Linked DNA regions of Zea mays: region 1 is linked to region 2. A link is a contact called in public Hi-C data. All regions are on one chromosome and are shown on one strand. The core of a region is the stretch at or near the end of the contact, and the rest is flanking DNA. Distances in the headings are between cores, read along the strand shown.

What was found. A called contact is a pair of places that touch in the nucleus more often than the background predicts.
Region 1: a contact with region 2 is called in a Hi-C map of endosperm, with 1.9 times the contacts expected there. The contact joins the promoter of LOC100384114 here to the promoter of LOC103639193 in region 2. A contact is called at or near these places in 5 of 25 Hi-C or Micro-C datasets (bundle sheath, endosperm, leaf and 2 more).

The regions. Positions count from the first base shown.
Region 1 is chr9:140,280,851-140,285,794 of Zm-B73-REFERENCE-NAM-5.0, reverse strand. LOC100384114 reads right to left here and starts at 3,496. Exons shown (of 14, transcript NM_001176702.1): 1 at 3,280-3,496; 2 at 2,278-2,369; 3 at 1,602-1,883; 4 at 1,447-1,519; 5 at 1,095-1,253; 6 at 296-445; 7 at 1-223. The coding sequence starts at 1,196.
Region 2 is chr9:139,919,891-139,924,538 of Zm-B73-REFERENCE-NAM-5.0, reverse strand. LOC103639193 (aspartic proteinase nepenthesin-1) reads right to left here and starts at 3,091. Exons shown (of 1, transcript XM_008661976.2): 1 at 1,116-3,091. The coding sequence starts at 3,006. The coding sequence ends at 1,642. LOC100191337 reads right to left here. Exons shown (of 7, transcript NM_001136771.1): 7 at 4,647-4,648.

The DNA.
Region 1 (4,944 bases), core at 2,247-4,746, 360 kb before region 2:
CAAAGACACCTGGAACTTCCCAAACCAGGACAACTACCAAGAAGCAAGCAACAAATTTCATTGCCATCACTGATCTAATCTCGTTGTATTTGTTTAGAATTCCAAGAGCACCATAAACCATGAGGGTGAAAAGGGTGTGCATAGGACAAATATAATAGAGTGTATAATCATTGTTCAGGACAATGCAGCAGAATATAACAAAGAAATTGAGGCGCCACATCATCTGTTGAAGGTGAAACCATGTTAGAAAAACTCTAGTGTAGAGAATCAGGAACAGTGGGGTGTAAAGATGCACCTGAGCAAATCTTCCAAGACTGAAATCCTTCCTCACATAATAATAAGAGAAATTGCCAAATCCAGTCATCCAGACATATGCAGCGATGAACACACGGATTGCATTGTAGATTTCTTTAGCATTGAAGTAATGGTACATCAAGAATAGCACCTGGAAATTAGATAAAGTAATACTGAAGACTGTTGCAGGCTGCTAGTAGGAGGACAGAAGTTGAACCCAGTATATTACAGTCTATAAAAGGAAATTCTCCAGCAAATTAAAATTACACGCAACTTAGACCTAGTTTGGATACTCTAGTATTGACCCCAATCCACATGTGTTGAGGTGGATTGGGGTGTAACTCAAACTAAATTACACCCCAATCCACCTCAACACATGTGGATTGGGGTCAATACTAGAGTACCCAAACAAAGCCTTAGGGTGGAGAAATGAATCTTCAGTTCTTCACAAGGCAGTGTGGTGAGTCAGCATGGCAAAACTTTGGTGCTAAGACAGGTGAAACCCCATATTTGTCAATTAATAGGTGTGACTTATAATTAGCTTTTTTGCAACCCAAGAGAGATGCATAACCATGAATGGACCAGCAAGAGGTGATAAATCATACATGCTACTATGGTAGCTGTGCCAGATGAGAGCAGATGCTTATAACTGCACACACCAACTTCTATAGTTCTGATGTATCAATGCTCATACACGAACTGTAGCTACTCACTAAACTATGTTTATGGGCAATTATTAAAAAAATCGTTTCTGAGACCCAGGAAACACTGCAGGAGGAAGATAAAAGTATGATAAGTACCTGCATCCAACCCTTCCATTCTTCAGTTTGATGCCTATTCAAGTACAGTACAGATTTTCCTGTGAATGATGACTTGTCTTGATGGACCTTAAAGGAAGTCATAGCTGCTACAATGATAAGAAGAAAGTAGAGGAAAAGGAACAGATCTCGGCTGTAATTCTGCAGATGAAGCATACCAATAAAAAGGTTAGTGGATTAAAGTGTTACACTATATATAATGGCACATGAAGAATGCACTGGGATATTTTTTCATCAATCTGAATACTTCAGAAAATTTGAAAGGTTCTAATAAATGGCAATTTTACACAAAGGCATATGACCAGACTCTGTAACAATATCTGCACAACAGTACCTTGGCAGACTCTCCAAGCAAGTTTGTACGATCACATATGTAAAAATAAAGTAGATAACCTCCAAATTCAGATCTGAAAACATAATTGCAACCCAGTTAGCAGAATAGTGCAACTAGGAAGCTTGAATGATTGGAGGAGAGCAACTGTAGCTTACAATGCCCTCAGTGTTAAACGATTCTCCAGAAGAAGCAACTGGTCCATGAATATAAGTCTGTTGAACCCAACATTTTCTTTTTGTTAGAGACACAATGCCTTCGGATACTGATATTGAGAAATTGTAAATTTATAATTTATAGAGAACCTGAGTATTTGTGATGTGAGGGAAGTATAAGCTGGCTTTGCAGCCATTGCTTGACCACCCTCCTCCAATAACATTGTCTGGTCTTCTGCTTTGACTGAACTGTCATCCATCACTGCTAGATTGACATCTGAATGTCTACTGACAAAGATGAAGAGCCAGAAACTCAAATAAGACTCTTATAGTTATAATATGATTATTGTGATGTTACTATATATACTGCAGTCTCCGTCAAAGCAATATGCAAGAGTGCATTGCAATAGGCATCCCAGGACTTAAGCACTGCAAGAGTAGGACATCTAGATATAAGGTTGTTTTTACACCAGCAATTTTTCTCTCGCAGCAAACCTTAGAAATAATATAAACTACCTCCTGTCAGTATTACTTAATGTTTCAGGGAGCCAAATTAACTTGTAGTCTGTTGCGTTTGGTTGTAAGAAACAAGTAATGCTGGCAGGAGGGAGTACCATTATAGCACTTAGAATCCTTACAAAAACAGCAGATTCCTAGGATCAAACTAACATTTACTTACGTTTTAATAGAAGCAGTATTCTTCCTATGGAAGAGAACCTCAGCATACGCCCATGCTGCGAAAACCCACAGAAAGCCCAGAATAGCAGAAACCTGCACGGAAAGCAAAACAAAGCTCACTTAGTTCCAGAGATGGAGGATCCAAATAAAATAAACATCGTGTTGTTAGAACTTAATGGCAGCCTTAAGGTTATATCCAGATCCACAAACTACATAGTGATTTACAAATTCTATAACCCTTAAACCCTAAACCCACGAAAATAACAGTTTTCGAGCAGCACTACTGAGCAAAACCGCTATCCTATATTTGGAAGCTGACATCAACCTGACCAGCCCTACCTGATCCGCAACAAGACCACAACACAAGAAAGAAGAAAAAACTAGCCACAAACAAACCAATCCACATTAGAACCTGTTTGGATGCACTCGTATCCACCACAATCCAAGTGCATAGGAGTGGATTACAATGGAAAATAAACTAAGTTCCACCCCAATCCACTCTAACGCACATGGATTGGATTGAGGTGGATATGAGTGCATCCAAACAAAACCTTAGCATATGCAAACTTAACACCTGCATTGGCTTTAAGTTGCACCAACCGACCAATGGGACACGTGCACCCAACAACATTCGACGACCCACAGCACCCCTCAAATGTGGCAAATTACTGTGACAAGCCCGCAGCATATGATCCAATCGCTCAACCCGCGCGAGAAACTCCAGACGCCTCGCATCTCTAGCGCTTCTCCGCGATCACCAAAGGTTCATAAACCAGCGCGTGATTCAGCATCGCAACCGCGCACGAACCCACACCCAGCCGTTCCATCCCCCCGCTGGCCGCTCCCCGTGCCCCCAAATCGAGCCACCCATGTCACTAACCCCGCTCCAACAGTCTCGAAACCACGGGAACCCCCCAAGGGGTGCCGCACAGCGGAGAGCAGCAAATTCCGGGCCACGCCCGGCGGAACGGATCGAGGAGGCGCGAGTTAGGGCTCGGCTCACCTGGCCGGGCGAGACGGAGGTCGAAGAGTCCATGGCGAGCCTGCCCGCAGACGCGACAGCCTCCGCCATTCCTCTACAGCATCCGCCGGGCCGAGCCCTCGATCGGATCCAAACCCAAGCGAGCAGCGCCAACACACGAGGACGGGAATTAGGTGAGAGAAAAAGGAATGAGCGCGGGTTTATGTGAGAGGAAAAATGGACTCGCCGTTTTAAAGCGTCTGGCGGACGACGACGACCGGATGTCCGCGTAGTGGTACGTGTGTGAGTGGGAGCCTCTCTGAGACTGCCATGTGGGACTAGAAACAAGTACTTTTGGTACTACTTCCACTGACTGTGGGACCGGGAGAAACTCCCTGAGCCGCGGGACCCGCAGACGGTGGGTCTCGCTAGTGACGGTGTAACTAAAAAGAGACCTCGGTCCCACAGTTAGGTAGATTTAGGTGAGACGTGAGATGATAACTCGGGGGAAAATATTTCTAGTTCTCTTTTGAAATACAAACGGAGTGTGATACTTACCATTGCCAGTAGAGTGAGTAGTAGTGCAGAAAAGATCTCTACGAAATGGCATCCCTGCCCTTGTCGGTGGTCTGGAACTCTGGATCGTCCTGGTGCGTTTTGCATCTTGCCGCGGTCCGCGTTTACTTGTGTTTTGGCGTTCTCGATGATTAGTATATACTACCGTTTTTCAGATTTCGATGCTCTGCAAGCAGTTAACACCTTGCCCAGCGGAGTCAGCTCGTCAAAGCATCAGATTCTACAGAAAGATCTCTCTTCCGTCAGTGTCAGTACGTACTGCAGGTAAGAGAGCCTTTGGGATGACTTTAGGTTACAGCTCCAGTGTAGAGTTATAGTTTATAATATCAATTTAAATATTTTAAAAATATTTTAATATAAATAATAAATAAAATAATTTATCTAAATGTCTTTAAAAGACTTACAGCTTTAGCTCTATGATTTTCTAGAGCACTCAATGCTCCACCAACTCTACTAATTTTTTGAGCTCGACCAATCCCAAACAGGTCCTATTGATGATTGGTATAAATGTAAATAAATAAAGTGCGTGGTGACTTGGAACTCAGCGCTGTACGTGCGGTGCCTCACATAATTTTTACATACTCCCTCCAGTGCAGTAAAGGTAGTCGTTTAGGACATGATTGTGCATAGCAAGGAGTGATTAATTATCATAGAGTTTTCCCTGTTTGCCCCTATTAAATAGGGATATGGGTGCATTAACGTAACTAAAACAATCAAGCTTGATTGGTTGCTGCAGCAGCTTCAAGGCATTCTAGACTGGAGGTCTTAAGTTCGATTCCTCTTAAATGCATCTTTTTTTGTGCAATTACTAGGGGCAACAACGTCCAAATCTCAGACCCACGCGCGCTATGACTTCTTTTTGTGCACGCTCGGTCACGCGCAGGATGACTTCTTTTACTGCACCGGAGGAAGTACTTTACACAGGACACCATGGCCGGTGCCAATAGTTTAAACTTGAAGTCAAAATACGCAGCGTAGGCTTGTCCAGAGATTCCAGCCCAATGTCGGAGTTGCGACTTTTACCCTGGTGAGTGCCAAACTGGCAGCGCAGTGACGAGGTAAATCAGTTTGTCACTGAATCGGAGTAGTATGTCGACATCATTACAGCAACAGCCTTCTTTTTTTTTTTTT
Region 2 (4,648 bases), core at 1,842-4,341:
TGCTTGCACACCGCCCTGGCCATCTTTGGGCCCCACAACCACCCCGTCGATTCTGATTGTGTCACTTGTCTATTTACTTATTGTGATTACTATCTTCATGGGTTCTCCACTCTCTTGCAATATTACTCCTAAGTTTAATACACATCTTAAAGGAGCAATCAAGAGAAGAGTTCTCTCTCTATCTATTTTCTCATTCTAACTTGGTTTTAGTTTTCACTAACACTTATTACAAACCAAGTTTGTGTTGTTTAGAGTTGATTTTTGCAGGATCACCTATTCACCACTTCTCTAGGTGCTCTTAGGAGGGTATATCGGGAGTTCAAGGCTTCCAATGTTACAGGAAGCCCCAGTTGCCCTCCTGCACTACGTCCAACCAACACCAGGTGTGCGCATGCATGTGGGCATGTTGCCCCACCAGCTACATGCACGGTTTCTATTTTTATGGTAGATCCGATAATTATAACATGTTGTATGTGTTTTCATTGCATGCGGGCAAATTTTGTATGATATTTTCGTTTTCGCCGCATTTGCGTTAAAAATAGATGACAAGTATCACACAAAATATAAATCCATATAGAAAATTGCATAAAAATCTACACCATGCATCATAATTGATAAAAAGTTCTAATACGGGCCCAACCCCCCAACCTCGCTGAAACTAGATGCGCTTTTATGGCAGGTGCAATTTTGTGGCAAAAATTATGGGCGGTTTGATCAGGCGCGCGTGTGAGATATGATTTTATGGAAGGGACACATTTTGTGGCCGGTACATTTTGTTGATTGGTTTCAGGTCTAAAAATTATGGTAGACGTAAAAATTGGCATGCGATACAATGGTGGATGGATCTTCGGGTTCTAGCATAAAAACCTTCAGTTTTTGGCATAAAAACCCTTAGTTCCGAGCGTAAATATCGAGCCAACATGAAAGATGTTGGTATTCATGATCGTAAAAATCCTTAAGTTTGAGTATGAAATAGTGTTAGATATAGTGTAAATGTTGATTCACTCCGAATCAACAATCCCCACATTCTTGCAGCCACCATAAATCAAGGGATTTGATTAGGAGAGTTAGTTATGTGAACGGATTAGGTAATTTGGTTTTTTCCTTGGGGTCATGGATACCATAAATCAAGGGATTCCTTTTTCACTATGCATACGAAAAATATGGCACACGATATACTGATGGATTCACTCTAGGTTCGATCATAAAAACCTTCGGTTTTTAGTGTAAAAACCCTCAGTTTTGATAACTTTCTGTGTTGTATTTATGATTTTAAAAATCCTCAAGTTTGAGTAAATAGTGCTAGATAAAAATATAAATATTGATTCACTTTCAACCAACACGGTCTTGAAAACATGTTCAAATAGGTAAGAAAAATACATAAAACTTTTCTACGACTAGCGTAAATTGTTGTATGTATCTAAATATAGTGATACAAGTAAACATTTCATTTATGGCTGCACTAGAGAAAGGACAATTTATATAAATTGTCAAACTTAACGTGGTAGTTTTTACTCTGAATACCGATTTGCAGGATAGTTTTTTATTGAATATTTTAAATGGATTTTTTACCTTATTGTGTATATAACGAAAATTTTAACGTGGCATACCATGTAGTGAAATTCTATATCCGTTACTCCTCTAAAGCCTGTTGCACCGAGCAGGAACAAAGGATAACATGTTGCCCACCAGGTCGTAAAGGACGTGGAGGTTCTGTTGCTGGTAGTTGCCGATGATGGTCGTCAGGCCATCTCCGGCGTTGATAGCAAGACAGGTGAAGCTGCCGCCTGCGTCCTCGAACTCAAACATGTAGTTCTCCCTCGGCAGGGCCAGCGTTGCGCCCTCAAAGTGCAACACCAGCTGTGGCACGTCGGGTTTAGCTCGCCGCGGCACCGAGAAGCAGAGCTGCGAGAGCGACGACGACGTGGCGTTGTCCACGGGCAGCCTCACCTGAGCAGTGAACGCGTCGTGCACAAGCTTGTACACGTCCTGGGGCAGCATTGTCATGCCGGTGCCAGAGTCGATGATCGTGCCGCCCGTCCCGTCCTGCTTCAACGCGAACGTTGACTCCGGAATCGGCAGCCTCGTCGAGCCGACGGTTATGCCCTTTAGTGACAGGTAGTATAGTTCCAGAGACGAGAAGTTCTGGACCAGAGGAGTGGACTGCACTACGCCGCCGGCGTCGCCGTAAAGGTTGGCCGGAAGGCCGAGCAGGATGGAGCTGGGCTCCGGCCGCGTTATGTCGGTGAAACAGTAGGAGAAGTTGTCCACTTTGAGCTGCGACGGCAGGGACAGCGCGCCGCGCCCGAAGCCGGCGATGCCGGTCTCGTTGGACTCGAAAATCCCGTTGTTGAAGAGACCGCAGCCGAAGGCCAGGTCGGGTACGGAGACCTGGCCGCCGGAGCCATCAGCGGCCGCGAACGTGAAGGTGTCGGCGTTGAGGTGGCCGGTGGTTATGGAGCTGTCGCCGTATGAGTAGACGTAGACACAGGTTTGGTTCCCCCAGCTGTGCTTGCCGCAAGACGACCAGGCGAGGTTGTCACACATGGGCTGGTTGCAGGGGAGCACGCCGAACGTGGAGGAGTTGGACAGGTCCAGGTATGGGAGCGCCTGGCTGAAGCAGGTGGTGGCGGGGCACGGCCGGCACTGCGTCCAGACGAGGTCGCTCCCGGTGTCGAGGATGAGCTGCGCGGGCTGCGGCGGTGTGCCGATGGCGAGGTGCACCAGGTACTCCGTGTCGGGGACGCCGTTGGCGTAAGGTCCCGGGTCTACGCGGGCGCTCCCCGAGGCCGAGAGCAGCCGCGCGGCGCGGGCCTTGCTGCGCGCGGCCATGCGGTGCAGCAGCTCCCGGCGGCTGAGGCTGAGGCCGCCGTCCGCGTGGTGGGCGTGCAGCTTCAGGGTTGCCGCGTCGCAGCAAGAAAAGGTCAGAGCGAGCAGCGGCAGTAATAAGAGAACAATATTTTCCAACAAGAGTTGTAGGAGAGCCATCTTCTGAAGCTGCTTCATTTGCACTAGCCGGCCCCCTCCCCCGACCCCGAGCACAAGTGTGTTATCTGCTGGTTTTTTGGAGCGGAGATGGAAGCTTTGTTTATAAAAGATTTTGTACTTGCACCATTTGAGCTGCGTTTTGCAACCTTATATAAGAGAAAAGAAATGGATATCGTCAACGATATACGTACAATTTTCCTTATTCCAATTTCCAGCCCACAGTAAGGTCTTTCACGCGCACAAATCCAGCTACCGTGTTGTTTACGTGTTCTTTCTGCTGTCGTCCGATATGCTCTGTCAAACAAATGTACGTCGTCGTGGAAAAGGAAAGGATAATAATAATAGAAGAGAAAGGCAGAACGCAGATCGTGACCATTCTTCCTACCACTTGGACAGAGGCAGAAATGGAGAGGAACAGGTCTAGGCTCGGGAGTGGGTGGAACCTTAATGCAGTGAAACATGGAAATTACCGATTGACAACGTGGAGTTATAGCTACCGGGTCATCTAATCTAATCTAAAGTAACATCTAATCTAATCTAAAGTAACATCAGTTTGCAAGGTTTGTCTCATTGCTGACTGCAGGCTGCAGCTGTGCAGCCATCCTTGGAACTACGGCACTTCAATGTGCACTAACAATCAATCTTGAGCAAATATTCTTATGCTGGTTACAGTTACAAAGTTGGAATTTACTTCGATTCAGGTCGATTTTCAAATGGCAGTTGGAATGGGTTTTTTTTTCCATTTCAAGCCAATTTTCAAATAGTAACGGTGATAACTGCAACTATGTTACCGAACCGGTGTACCTTTAGACTCATGAAAGACTACGGATGTTGCAGATGTTACAAAGCTACGCCACATTCTTTAGACTTGTACCTGCAGTTCATGGATCAGCGTGGTTACTTCAGTTGTGACAATAAAATCCGGTGCTGGTTATTCTGAAACAAAGACCTTGTCTCACTTGGAAACATATATTGCACTTCGTTTTTTCTCTGAAACTTTACATGTTCACACACAACACAAGAAACAATTATGGAGTTGGTAAATACTGTTGCTAAATTGATGTCCACAGATACAAATGAACACAGTAACATTTTAAAGAAAAAAAAGGCGTAGTAGTTGCTTTACCTTGGTCCGCTGTTGGCAGTAGAATTATGTTAGTTACAAGAAGGGTGTGTAAAGATGGTTCTAGTTCTAGACATCAGCGTGTGTGGTGAGCTGCCCGTTGGAAACCCGCAGTAGTTGTAAAATTGGCCCATATGGTCCATATCGCAGCATCAACCCTTGCTATATGTGCCTGTGAAGGGGTGTAGCATGTGCGCATGGAGGGACGTACCGAGAAGTGGTTCTGGGCATCTACTGTGTATATGATGAACGCCCATGGTGAACGCCCACATGATCTTTGCGGCAAATGAAAAGTTGTAGTTGGTGTGTTTATTTATTTGCATGTTCCTTTTCAACTCAATGCACGTGGATTGGATGGGTTTAAATCCAGAGCGATTCAAAATCTCTACTATTAGCAAGGCCTAAAAATTTAGAAAAGTAAAAATCATAATCCTTGTTTTTCAAACGTAGCATGGTGTGTTGTTCCGCTTTGACCATACAGTTCCCTTGCCTTGCATTTATGTATGAACAAACGTAGCAACTGAAACCTGACCCAAG